Linked DNA regions of Ovis aries: region 1 is linked to region 2. A link is a contact called in public Hi-C data. All regions are on one chromosome and are shown on one strand. Each heading gives the region's core, a stretch centred on a gene start, on an enhancer-like site or on the middle of the called end of the contact. The rest is flanking DNA. Distances are from core to core; before and after follow the strand shown.

Region 1 (7,304 bases), core at 2,338-4,837, 140 kb before region 2:
AGAATTTTGGAGAAATGGAAGCAGACAGATAACTTTATGTTGAACAAAATTTTCTGATTTTAACAGAGGTTAAAATCAAGGGTAGAATTTTGCTGTTATTTAGTGTAATCAGATGACATAAACTTTCTTTTGGTAAGGAAAGCTTATAACTGTTATAGTTACTGTTATAACAGTAGTCTGGATTTGATAGCTAAATGGGAACAATAATTGTGGCAAAGGGTGACTGAGGCTTACGTGGAAGTCAAACTCCAGTAAGATTTTTGATGTCAGAGCTCAAGGAAGTGGAGTTCAGGAAGATAGATAAGCTGAGAAAAAGTCTCACATGACCTCTTCTGCTCTTCCTGGCAGGGGTTGTAGTCCTCTCCTATAGCATATTGCTTCTATCCCAATTTATACTCAATTATTTTACTTCACAAAAGATAATTTTGGAAATGGTTTATTCTCAGCAACCTATTTTGGTCTTTAATTGCACATTTTCCCAACAAAGTTGGGGAGGAAAAGTGATGTTGTGACCATGCATTGAGTTAAATCTAAAATAACAATTAAAACTGACCTGGGGTATATTGTTTTCAAAGCATAAAATTCACAGGCAGGCATATATATTAGCAGTACTTGGTGCTTCCAATGGGCCAGAACCTAAAGGTCTGCAGGTGTACCAAAGCTTGAAAGACATTAATTTGGGTTGTCACAGGTCTGAGAGAAACAATTAAATCATTTTCAAAGAAATATTTATATAAGTCAAGGAGGGTACTAAAAGAGGTAGCTTCATGAGGCATGCAAAAAAGGCTGCATATGAAGAAAGCAGCTACTATTAACTATCTTTTATCTCCTAGGCCAGAGTCAAGTCTTTTTACATGATCACTTAGGGATATCTTTCTAATATAATTTACTGCTTAAAATATACTAATTTAATGTATTTTCTTCCTTTTCTACAATGTCTTCCACATTGCAGACAGATGCTTTACCATCTGAGCCACCAGGGAAATCCATCCTTTTCTAGATTAGGGACCCTAAATTGATAATGTCTGCACAGAGTTATGGCATATGCTTGGACTTTCAAGGTGGCTCAGTAGTAAAGAATCTGCCTGCCAAGCAGGAGATGTGTGTTCCATCCCTGGGTTGGGAAGATCCCCTGGAGAAGGAAATGGCAACCCACTCCATTCTTGCCTGGGAAATCACATGGACAGAGGAGTCTGGCCGGCTACAGTCCATGGGGTCACAGAGTCAGACGTGACTTAGCAACTAAACAACAACGATGGCATAAGTTTGCCATTTAAGTTTTCCAGAATTACGCCTTCAGAGTTATGTTTTCAGTTGTGTCAGCCTTACTTAAAAGTTTACGAAGAGCTTTCCTGGAATTAGAAAGTAAAAAAAGCCTTTTAAAATTATCACATAACTACTAACCTGGTTTTTCTTGTGATTGTATCATTGAAGATACTCCGTATCTTTCTTTTGCATAATCCTACAAAAAAAGTTTTTACATTATGACTTTTTATTTAAACACTAATAGCATAGTATTAATAAACACAGAAACACAACAGAAAAAGATGAATTCATTTTAACTTTCAGGACTATTTTATTAATTCAAACTAGTAGTTTTAAACGGTGGAAATATGTCATATCACTTAATATGCACTCCATAGAAAAAGGATAAGCACCCAGCTTCTGGATAATTTATTTTGAAGATCACCACTCCTGGATTGATATACCATACAGAACAGCATTCTCAAATAAAATTTACACACATGTACAACACATCTTAACTACTTTCTTCAAAAAGAGATTAAACTACTTCAAAGCAGGGTTATAAATTTCCTCTTTTTGAAGGGAAAATGATGAGATACCACAGTTTTATTAACTTCCTATTACAGGAAGAGATGTTCAAAGAGAACCAACAGTTAGGGATAAGCTTTCTGAGCACCAGATGTCCAGTTTTTAGAAATCAGAGATGTTGGATAAAAGCTAACTACAACTTTCCTTTTGTAAAATATCATCAAAACTTTTGCCAGCTTCCTGTTCTAAAACCGTCTTCATGATATCAGGTTGCAAGTGCTTCAATACTGACAATATGACACCAAAATTCTTATTACAGATTTTAAGCCAGGAACAGGAAAAAAGAGGCCTAGAGTCCAGACTATTATTAACAAACTATACTTATTAAATTGGTAAGCAGTCTTTTATTTTAATCTCACTTTACCGAGAAAATGATCTCTTAAGATCCTTCCAGCTATAAAGTGACATAACTCTGCCACAATGTCAACTGTGTATAATCTATAGACCTACACTATTTGCAAAGGCACACTGCTAGTTTACATACTTAATCAGATCAATACATAAAAATGATTTCTTTCAAGGTAATTTAGGATGTGAATAAAACAATTCGTTTCTGTCACTACAGTTATCTGTTGGAATCCTCTCCTTTAGATTTGGAAGATATTAGATTCTGTATTTATACCAAAACAAACCAGACAACATGTTAAGGTGCTTACTGAACAATTTTTTTCCGAATTAAAAAAAAATACACCTTAAAGACAAAGATAACCCCAGTCCTACTATAAAGATACAGTAACAAAATGTAGTAGGAGGGCAGCATAAAAAGGTTACAGCATGTGAAAAGAAAAAAGGGGGTCACTTTTTAGTACTGTTCATATTTCAGCAACCCTATTCCATCCAATGTTTTTAAAATGATCTATTCCTTATGCAGATTATCACAAATTCATGTCTCCTCAACAGAAAAATTAGCAGCCAGGTAGAAATCTCAGTTTCACTAGGAGCACACATCACTTGTAGAAAGGTTTCAAGCATTCATTTCTGAAAAGCACTGATGGACTACAGGGTATTATGAATTACATAGACGATTTGCGGTCACTTCATTTCAAACGCTTTCCCTACAAACTTCCCCACCTACCTCACTTGGGTTACTTAAAGGAAATAAAAATGACAGTTTTTCTCTAAAGCTGTCACATGGAAAACGGTCATTATAGTGGCAGATCGCTTTACGAAGTACTGTCATTACTTGAAAAACATTAGGTACACGAGTGCTGAGCAAAAATCGATTATCAGTGGACATTAAAAATTTCCGGGGAAAGAGACGGAGTACGTGAAATACGTGCCTAAACCAGCGAGGTTTAAGGTTGGCCCAGCCGCTCCTACTTCCGGGGCAGTGGGTACTTCACGCCCTCCGCGCCCCCCTCCCCCGCCCTCCAGCTCTGAGACACGCTTCTCGAAAGCCATGCTTCCAGGCGCCCCAGTAAGAAATGCGATCCAGGGTGGGTCTGGCTAAGGTGCTCGGGCAAGGGCCCTGGAGGCCCGGTTGAAGGCTCCGGGCGCCCGGACCCCAGGCCCGTGGCCTACAGGCAGAGTGCCGCCAGGGATCCAGAGGCCAGGGCCCCCGCTCACCCTACTCTCCCACCCCACCCCCCCTAGCGCGATCCGGCCCAAGGGTCTGTTCTTCCAGGCCCGGAGAAGGAGGAAACCCACTTCCGCCGCGTCCATGATCTCCCGCGGCTTCTCCTGACTCCTGCGGCTGGCGTTGGCGCTGGGCATCTGGACAACTGGACTGGGCAGCGATCACCACCCTCCCTCGCAGGCTTCCGTAGGGCAGGCCAAAGGGGCTTCTCCCTCCCGTACAGTCTCCGCCCTCCCTGCACTCAGAGCACACGAGCTCGGACTCCGCGTGGAGTGTCGGCTCCGGAAAGATCGCGATAACCTCAGTTCTCCCGAGATCCCGGAGGCTGAAGGCCGCGCGCCGGCGTCTCCTTTTCTTGCCCCGCCCCTACGGGACTTTGCCTAGAGGTAGAGGGAATCTCCGGGAATTCCCCGGGAATTAGTTATGGTTTCGCGAGATCGACTCTGAGGGGAAGAGTCCCGGGCATGCCAGTTGGCACGCTCTCCCACTCATTCATTTTTCACCTATATCCCACCTGCGAAGTCTACTGTGTTCTCTTTTCAGCACTATTTACTCCTCCTCGCTTTGAGAGCAAACTGTTTGCTAAAACATACACGCACGCTCAGGACTTTTCTTCCCTTGAACTTCTCCGTCAGTACTTCCCAGCGGCAGTGTAACTGCCTGGACTCACGGCAGACTTAGCAAAAAGCTGCCGTGTAGTGGGACACAGGAGTGCTGGGTTATAGGTAGATGGCTTGTTGAGGTAGGATTGAATACTGGTGTCCAAGTCATATGTGAGGTGTAAGTGAAGTGAAGTCGCTCAGTCGTGTCCAACTCTTTGCGACCCCATGACTGTAGTGTACCATGCTCCAGCGTCCATGGGATTTTCCAGGCGAGAGTACTGGAATGGGTTGCCATTTCCTTCTCCAGAGGATCTTCCTGACCCAGGGATCGAACCTGGGTCTCCCATACTGTAGGCAGACGCTTTACCGTCTGAGCCACCAGGGAAAGATAAAACCTGTGAGGTGTAAACCCAATGGCAAAACCTTCCACACAATTGCACCGATTGCCACACAATTGGTCTGATTGCATTGTTAGAGGCAGTATATGTGTTGGTTGTCTAATGAATGAATCTCCCCAATTTAAGCTTTTTTTTTTTTAAATTGTCATCCACGAACCTCTTATTGCGATTGAAACTAATTTAGAGGCTTGGTAAAATACTATTTCCCCTGCTAGACTTCTTTGCACCCTGCCATGTTTTAATTATTCTAGTAATCTTAACCTGGCACAAAGTGGCACAGTTTATACTTTTCAAGAGTGCCGTTAGGCCCTAGCACGACTGAGCGGGTTGTGGAGGTTACTGCATTCATGTCCTGGGATAGGATAGTGAGGAGACACATGGTCCCAACCCTCGTGTAACTTACCATCTCATTGCAGGTGTGAAGTAGAGGTACCAAGTGCTAAAATTTTCTTTGAAGGCATTCACCTCAGGCTTCTCTGAGAAACTCATACTTCAGCTGAAGTCTAAGGAAGGAGTAGGAGTTAGCTAGGTGAAGAGACAGAAGAATATTCAAGGCAGGGGGTTAGGGAGAGAAAGATCTTGGATCAGTTTTTGACGTAGTGCATATAAAATGCCTTTGAGACATTTAGACATTCTCCCCTTAAACCTCTAGCTTTGTGGGGTCTAGAAAAAGATAAAGATAAAGATGGGCAGATAAAGATGAAGAAGACACTGCCAGGTAGGTGGTAATTGATGCCCCTGGACTAGTGAAGAGGATGTTCCAAGAAGAAAGTGTTAACATTGTCAACTGCTGCCTGGACTTCAAGTAAAATAGTAACTGAAGAATTGTTGGATTTAGCAACATAGAGATCATTGGTGTTCTTAGTAAACATGTGAAGTGATGGGGTCAGGATGGGCTGAGGAGTGAGTGAAAGTAAAGAAATAAAAATAAAAGTGATTATAGCCAACCTTTATATAGTGCTTACTCTGTGCTAAGCACTAGTGTCAGTGTTATAATGTTTTTGTCTATGGGGAAATTCAGGCAGAAAGAAGTGAAGTAATCTGCTCATGGTCTCAGAGTCATTAAATGATGTATTTCAAAGGAGGTAGTGTGGTGCCAGGATCCATGTTCTTAACCACTGTACCTCACTGCCTTTCCTGTCTTTTGGAGATAATGAGAAGATAAGATGGGAGAGAAGGAAAAATACAGGTGGTAGTTAATAAGGAATAAGTGAAGCTTTTTTTAAAAAAGAGAATATCTCAGTGCATTTAAAAATTACTGGGAAAGATTCATGAAAAAGTAGATTGATATACAAGACAGAAAAGGATTGAGTGATGGTATAAGTTTTTTTTTTTTAAATAAGGGAGAGATAGGAGGTGGGACAAGGGGAAGAGGAACAATTCCTCTATCTCAGCTGGAAGTGAGGATGCCAGGAGAGTGGTAGATGTTTGACTTCAGGGCAATGAGAGATCTCCCATGTGATGACTTCTGTTTTCTCTAAAAGAGGAGGCTGTTATGAATGATGAGTTTGGAGGTTCCAGGGGAGGTAGAAAAGGGAGACTGGTGATTTGAGGAGAATAGAAAAGGTTAAAATATTTATAGTTCTTCAGGTTATTTGGTATTTGGTATTATTTCTGGGCATTGTAAGGACCCATTTAATAAGGACCCATGATTTGGTCCTGGAACTGAGACTTCTCCAGTAGCACATGGCTGATGTGTCGTCACAAAGAGGTAGTTACTTTAGTCACCGTGGAGGTTTTGGTGCTGACGCTATACAGTAGAAGGGAGCCCAGAAGATGTTTGCCCTAAGTATTCATGCAAATGCCATACACATCCCAGGAAAATGAGAAAGAAAATTTTACCTGTAATTTTTTTGAAAGACCAACATTGAACTTATCATTTATTCTTAGATCAAGATGGAGGAAAGGAAAGGACAGAGATGCAAACAGCTGAATGTGGCTGTGTAGATGGATTGGTGGGCCTGAAATTTGAGAAGTGAAATTTGACGAAAAGGAGTAAATTTTATTCCTCCTTTAATTGATCAATGATTATTTATAGGCATCTACTTTGTGCTGACAATTATGCCAGGTTCTGGCAATAAAGAGATAAATTAGGATCCTGGTTCTCAATTATACATAATCCGCTTAGTAAGATAGCATATAACTAATGATAAAGAAATGTGAAACTTGTAGTAGTGGTAAGTATGTGCATTTCCAGCGAGAACCCTAAGATTCACTTTGACTGGGCCAGTTAAGGACACAAGTCCATTACTGACCCAATCCATACAGTCAGGGAAATGGAATATTCTGATTGGCTTAGCCTAGGTTGCATTTCCCCTGGAGTTTGGAACAGAGTTAGCTTACTGGAACCATGTGGACACCACTGTCAGAAGCTAAGGGACATGGAAGTGGACTCTGGAAAGGCAACTGCAAGTAACCATTTTAGAGGTCAGGAAGATCTGGGCTTTGGACAGATAAGCAGACTTCAGGGGAGTGCCTCCTCCTATCTGGTCAGGACTCTTTGGATATATTGTGTTGGTAACAAACTAATGCCCAAATCTCAGCAACTTCAACAACAACAACAACCGCCACCACCTATTTCTTGTTCATATTAGGTCTGTATTTTCTGGAGAACCCCAGGGATAGAGGAGCCTAGTGGGCTGCCGTCTATGGGTTCCCACAGAGTCGGACATGACAAAAGCGACTTAGCAGCAGCAGCAGGTTAGCAAAGGGGCTGTGCTCGTGTAGTTACTCAGGCACCTAGGATGACAGATGCTCCATCATGACATATGGTTCTGTTCTTGGAGAGATGGCAGTGAGCAGTCCTGAAGAAAGATCTTCGTTTCCAGCCTAGGAATTGAATCTGGGTAGCTTGGATGAAGGGCTTCCCAGGCGGCGCCAGGGATAACCCGGCTG
Region 2 (6,867 bases), core at 1,247-3,746:
CCTTGGCCTCTGACTGTTGGTGGCATGGACGATAGCCAGGTACCGGTCCAGACTGATGAAGGCCAGGATGAGGACACTGCTGTAGAGGTTGACGGTGTAGATGACATGGACTGCCTTGCAGAGGAACTGCCCAAAGTACCAGTTTGCCACAGCATCAACCGCCCAGAAGGGAAGTGTGAGGACAAAGAGGAGGTCCGCCACAGACAGGTGCAGCCTGTACTTGTCCGTCATGCTCCTTAGCTTCTTCTGGTAACCCATGACCAGAATGACCAATCCGTTGCCCACTATGCCAGTTAGGAAGATGATGGAGTAGACAGTGGGCAGGAAGATCCGGTTGAAATGGGCATTTTCCTCCCGGAAGCAGGGTTCCTTCATGGAATCATAGTCACCTGAGCCCAAGTCATCCTCAGTGTAATTATCGGAAGTGAATATCTGAAAAACAGGCAAGGGAACAGACATTCACTTTCAAGTTCAGCAGGTATTCTCCGAGTTCAAAACAATGTTTCTGGTATTAAAAAAAAAGCAATTTGTAAAAACCAACTCAGTCCAGCTTTCTTCAGGAAATTCTGCTCCCACTAAAGTACCAGGGTAAAAAGGATAAGGGAATTCTAGACTCCTGCGGATCTCCTCCCATCTTCCCCCACAAGTCACTTCATTACATCCCTCTTTAGGAGAACCAATTACAAAACTCTTTGTTTAAAACAAAACGGCGATGAGAGTCTTCGGTTTCCTAAGTTACATCCTCGCTAACTCTTTTGCCCCGCCCACTGGAGAGAAGAAAAAACCTCCGGGGCAAAAAACCAAAACACAACACAAAGGCGGCGTGGGAGCGTGGGTGGGAGTGGGGGAAGAATCTCGTGTTCTGAGGGGCTGGGATTAACTTTCTCAACGAAGATTCGCCAGGATAGGGAAGCCGGGAGCAAGAAGCACTGGGGTGTGTGTGTGTGTGAAAGGGCGGAGTGTCCCAAAGATTCTTATTCCAAGGCATGAAACACTGTTTTCTCCACGACTGTCTAAACACTTATCATTCTGCACTTCAAGCAACACGTAGTGAGGAAGGAGAATGCGGCCTTGAATGAAGGGCTTTGGTGCTTGGGGGCAGGATTGTCAGAGTGGGTAACCGCCCCGACGCCCGCTCATGGGCGCTCTTCAGGGCCGTTTGTTTCTTTGCCAAACCCCTGTTTATCACTTGGCGCGTTTGGGACGTTAGCGAGCACAGAATTTTAATGGGAGGGGAAAGTCACGGGGTCTACACCCGTGGTCCTCGCCCCAAGTTTCATTTCCTCACTCTCCCAAGTCGCTTCCCATGCCGCCAATGATGCAGTAAAAGGTGGGAGGTCTGTAGTGGGAAGCCTCCGGGCGGAGGGCACGCTGGGGACAGGGTGGTCCAGCTCCGTCACTCCCGGCTGTCCACCAAGCCCACGCCTGCCGCCCGCCCAGTGCGGTTGCGGCGGTTTGGCCCCGCCGCACGCCAGGGGCAAGTACTACTGGGTGCTGGGGAGAGGTTGGGCGTCTCCGCCGCGGGAGCCTTTGAATCGCCCGCCGCTGGGGGAAACGAAAAGCCTCCCTAGTAAGGGGTTTTCAAAAGGTTCCAGGAAACCACCGACGGTTGAATGGCGCTACTGGGCGCGGTGAGAGGCAAACCGTCTTCCACTTGCACCTGCCTGTCTGCACCGCAACCACCGGCGGCCCAGGTGCCCTTCCAGCCCCTCATTCCACCCCCAGTCCCCGCCGCGCACACTCGGGGTGCTGCTGCACTGTGACCATTTATACTCCTTTAACTTCTGCACGACCCCCAAATTCCAGAACCCAGGAGCCCACTCGCGGCGCTGGCGACGCCCGCGAAGTCTCTCCCTCGATCCCAAGGCGCGAGGGCTGTTCCCAGTACCTCCCTGCTGCGACCAACGCGCAGACAGCTCAACTGAGCGACAAGTGCCCAGCCATTGGCACAACTCCGCGGGTAGCGGAGTTTAGTGAACACGCGCCCAACGCCTCTGGTAACTCTGCCCGGGAGTACCGCCCTCCACCTCCAAATTCAGATCGTGTTATCTGCTCCAAAAGAAACCCCCGCTCCCTCGAGGAAGAGACCCACGGTCTCTGACAGAGCACACATCTCTGCACTTTTCCACAGTGTTCTTCTGTTTGCAAACAGCGTGCAAAACCGGCGCGCGCCGCAGAACTCAGGGGGAGATACATGCAACCATTGAAACGGTCGTCCCAGTCTTTTCTCCTTCTACTTAAAAAAGATTTCAGTCCAGCATGCCTCACCCCTCCTGTAGCCAAGCGCACGAAATCTCCTTTCTACACCCTTTCTCCGGGCACTGGCACCTGCAATAGTCTGGTTGCTCCGGCCCACTCAGAGAGCGGTTGCGCTGTAAATTCAGGTGTTTGCACGTTTAAGAAAAAACAGGTTGAAACTGGACTTACACGGATCCCTTCCATGGTAACCGCTTGCTCTCCAGCCGCGGGGGCTACCGGCTACTCAAGTCCTCAGGGTCACTTTGCTACCTGCTGCCACAGCCAACACACTGAAGTTTCTGGCCGAAGCTGGACTTTTATAAAAACACGCTCCGCGGGCGGCGCATGCGCCGCGCCGGTGGGCGGGAGGGCAGGGCGGGGAGAAAGGCGGGGTGCAGGAGAGGGGCAGACGCGGGGGCGGGGGACGCGAGGGAGGGGCGGAGGGGTAGGCCCTCGGGCAGCGTAAGCCTGGGAGGCCCTCAGCGGCTACCTTTAGCTCTACCTCGAGGTCACCTCGTGAGTCTTAAGCTGGGAAGCTCATCCTGGAGGCGTGTCCCAAGTTGGGAAAGCAGGATGCGCTTGGAGGAGGTGGAAAGCGCGGGCGATTGACGCGCCCTGTTCTGTCCTTGCTCACGTGGGTGGTATTGCTGACCCGGGAAAGCTACAGATGTAGACACTGAGGTCCAGAGAGGGGAAGTGACTTGCCGGAGAAACCCGACCAGCAGGCGGCAATGCTAGCAGTGGGTCCAATATCTTGAGTCCATTCCCTGCTCTTTGAGCAGATGCAGTTCATTCAGAAAATGAAACAAGTAAAGATTCTTTCTTCAGAGCACAACTATATATAACTAGACATGCACATCCACCGTAATAGTGCTAGAGTCAAGTGTCGACAATCAGAAAACATTTTCAGACGAAGGTCGGATGATTTGGCATAATTCTGGAGGGAGATAGTGATAGAGAAGTAGATGTGTGTTCCCGGGTAACCAGTTCGTGAATAGTGCTTTTGAAAAAGTTGTGCTGTGTTATAAGAGATACTCAGCGAAGAGTACTTCCCTAACATGTCACCAGGTAGCTGCACAGATTCATTCATTCTCACAACACCCTGTAGGTGTTATCATTACAGAGATGCATTTAGTCAACAGATAATTTAGTGAGGGCTGACTGCATGCCACGCACTGTTCTAGGAGCTGGGGAAACAGCGGTGAACCTGACAAGGCCCCCATGCGGAGGAAACAAGAAACAGATCCGCAGACATGCAATTCCAGGGTTGCCCGGAGATGACAAGCCTGACTCAAACCCAGATCTACTGGCCTCACATCCGCTGTCCAACCTAATGTGGAGAACAAGCGTTGGCAACAGTAAGAAATTCGGTTGGAGAGCTGGGCAGGGTGGAATAAGGGTGGGGGCTGGACGCTTAAAGGTATCTCAGACGGCTGGGGTTTGCAGTGGTCGCTCAGACAGTGCTTTCGAGTCTCGCGCCACTTCCCTCCCGCCCGCACGCAGAGCCTGGATGGGGCGGGGACCAAGTGAGGGGCGGGGCCGATAAATAGTGAGGCAAGCGAGGGTGACTGCAGGAGTGAGTGACAGCGGGGACCGAGGTGTGAGTTTCTGCGGCGACTGGCGAGCAGTGGTTGCGTTACCAGGAGGGCCTCAGACACCTCCCACCCTGGGACCGTCGCCAGAAAAAGGCTTGCCCAGACTAGACCCTAAGCACCACTTTCTTTTCTTCCAGAGAAAATCTTGCAATCTGGAGATATTCCCGAGACAATGTGTAGACTGGGAATCATTTCTTCGCAGAGCATAATTTTTATCTTTTTTCTGGACCCATTTCCTAATATTTGCCAGTGAAGGTCCTCATCCACTGAAAGCTGATATTGGAGTTTCTCAGTTCAGTTCAGTCAGTTCAGTCACTCAGTCGTGTCCGACTCTTTGCGACCCCATGAATTGCAGCACGCCAGACCTCCCTGTCCATCACCAACTCCCAGAGTTCACTCAAACTCACAAATTGTCAATTTAGGTCGCAATAATGATTGGATACAGTCAATCATAATATTATGCAGGTTTTAAAAAAAGCCTTAAAAGCACTTAAAATCATTAATAAAACATCAGTACCTTCACATTTTCATAAGCTAGGTAGGAGAGGCATTCTATCTGCTGAAGGGCTGGAATTTCAGACAGGTTCCATGGCTTGATTTTCAAGAAGCTTGGTAGTGGCAGAATCAGTGTTTTGACCCAGAATGTCAGCTGCATTGTACCTCAGACTCTTATCTTCACAATGGCTAAAACCTGAAAAGCAGAATCTCCCAAACCCACTCAAAAAGAGGAGAGAGGATAAATCCAGAGTAAAATGATTTGCACATTAAATATTTGTTGATTGTCTGCAGACAAAAGAAAGCTCCTATCCTTTATCTGAGAACTCCTTTAGATCCTTTTAGGTATATTGCTAGAAGGAAGAAGATAGTTAAGAGAACAATGAAATGCTATTTCATGACTGTCAACTTAGGGAAAAAATCTTCTCTCCAAAGATATTATTGGGTCTCAGGATTTGATAAGACCAACTGTCTCTTGCTTGTGTCCTGGGGGAATGTGGGTTGGACTTCTTCGTGGAAAATGTTTTATATCTAGTAGGAATCTTAGAACAGTAATTCTACCTATAGAAGCTTATCCTAAGGAAAGAGGATTTTGCAAAAAACAACAAAAACTATATTCACAGAGGCTTTATTTATAATAGTGAAATATCTGAACAGCCCTAAATGTCCACTGTTGGTGGAATAGTTGAGAAAATGTTGATACATCCATATGTGAAATTCCATTTGGCCATTGCAGATGATGTTTGCAAAGAACTTTCAAGGACAGGGCAAATACTTATGAAACATTAGGTGCAAAAAGTACGATTCCAAACTGTGTATACAATGTGGTCTCAGTTAATTTTAAACTAGGAGAAGATTGAAAGAAAACAAAAATGTTTGTAGGAGTTTTCATTGGGTGCAAAATTATATTTGATTTTTAACTTTATTCCTTGCATTTTACTATGCTTTCCAAATTTCTTGTAATAGGCATGAAATGTTTTCATATTCAGGAAAAAGTCAATATGATTTAAAAAAAAGACAATCCCTTCTTATACCTTTCCACTTCCTAAAGTATTTGCTAAATATGATAACTTTTTCTATGAATTTCCTCTTCAAAGAAGGATCTTGCACCATTTTCCTCTGGGCCAATCCTACCTGAACTGATTTTTATTTTAACTCTTTAATGTTCTTCGAAACAGAACAATACATAAAACTCAAACATTTTTTGAAGGCTTGGAATATGCAGCCAACCTCATGTAATCCCCTCAGCAACTCTGTAAGGCATGTACCACCTCTTCTCCACTGGTAAGCAAACTTAAGTCCAGAGAGGGTGAGGAAATTGGCTGTGATCACACAGTTAGGATCTTCACACAGTCTGTGCAGCAGCAAAGCCCAGGCTCTCTCCTCAACATCACAATGTGCCCTTTCTGACCACGGAGATTCACCCTCTGGAACTCCTTCCTCTGAAAGTCATTCAGCATTTACTTACATACAGCTTTGAGTGGCATCTTTTTTTGTGTGACGATGTGTGAAAGCGTTAGAAATTGTTAGATGCTCAGTCGTCTCTTAGCAACTCTTTGTGACCCCATGGACTGCAGCCCACCAGGCTCTTCTGTCCATAGAATTCTCCAGGAAAGAATACTGGAGTGGGTTGCCATTCCTTTCTCCAGGTATCTTCCCAAAACAGGGATTGAACCTGGGTCTCCTGCATTGCAGGCAGATTCTTAACCATCTGAACCACCAGGGGAGCCCCTTGTGTGACGTTATTCCGTCTTAAAATGAGTGTATTTATGTGACGTTATTCCATCTTAATCACAATAAACTGTGGAAAATTCTGAAAGAGATGGGAATACCAGACCACCTGACCTGCCTCTTGAGAAACATATATGCAGGTCAGGAAGCAACAGTTAGAACTGGACATGGAACAACAGACTGCTTCCAAATAGGAAAAGGAGTACATCAAGGCTGTATATTGTCACCCTGCTTATTTAACTTATATGCAGAGTACATCATGAGAAATGCTGGGCTGGAAGAAGCACAAGCTGGAATCAAGATTCCTGGGAGAAATATCAATAACCTCAGATATGCAGATGACACCACCCTTATGGCAGAAAGTGAAGAGGAACTAAAAAGCCTGTTGATGAACGTGAAAGAGGAGAGTGAAAAAGTTGGCTTAAAGCTCAACATTCAGAAAACGAAGATCATGGCATCTGGTCCCATCACTTCATGGCAAATAGATGGGGAAACAGTGGAAACAGTGTCAGACTTTAATTTTGGGGCTCCAAAATCGCTGCAGATGGTGATTGCAGCCATAAAATTAAAAGACGCTTATTCCTTGGAAGGAAAGTTATGACCAACCCAGATAGCATATTAAAAAGCAGAGACATTACTTTTCCAACAAAGTCCATCTAGTCAAGGTGGTTTTTCCAGTAGTCATGTATGGATGTGAGAGTTGGACTGTGAAGAAAGCTGAGTGCCAAAGAATTGATGCTTTTGAACTGTGGTATTGGAGAACTCTTGAGAGTCCCTTGGACTGCAAGAAGATCCAACCAGTCCATCC

The links. A called contact is a pair of places that touch in the nucleus more often than the background predicts.
Region 1: a contact with region 2 is called in a Hi-C map of skin fibroblasts, with 2.7 times the contacts expected there. The contact joins the promoter of DARS1 here to the promoter of CXCR4 in region 2. A contact is called at or near these places in 3 of 16 Hi-C or Micro-C datasets (blood, hypothalamus and skin fibroblasts).

The regions. Positions count from the first base shown.
Region 1 is chr2:174,859,078-174,866,381 of ARS-UI_Ramb_v3.0, reverse strand. It overlaps DARS1 (aspartyl-tRNA synthetase 1), which reads right to left and starts at 3,587. Exons shown (of 16, transcript NM_001161887.1): 1 at 3,481-3,587; 2 at 1,405-1,462. The coding sequence starts at 3,546.
Region 2 is chr2:174,723,160-174,730,026 of ARS-UI_Ramb_v3.0, reverse strand. CXCR4 (C-X-C motif chemokine receptor 4) reads right to left here and starts at 2,496. Exons shown (of 2, transcript NM_001277168.1): 1 at 2,428-2,496; 2 at 1-432. The coding sequence starts at 2,442.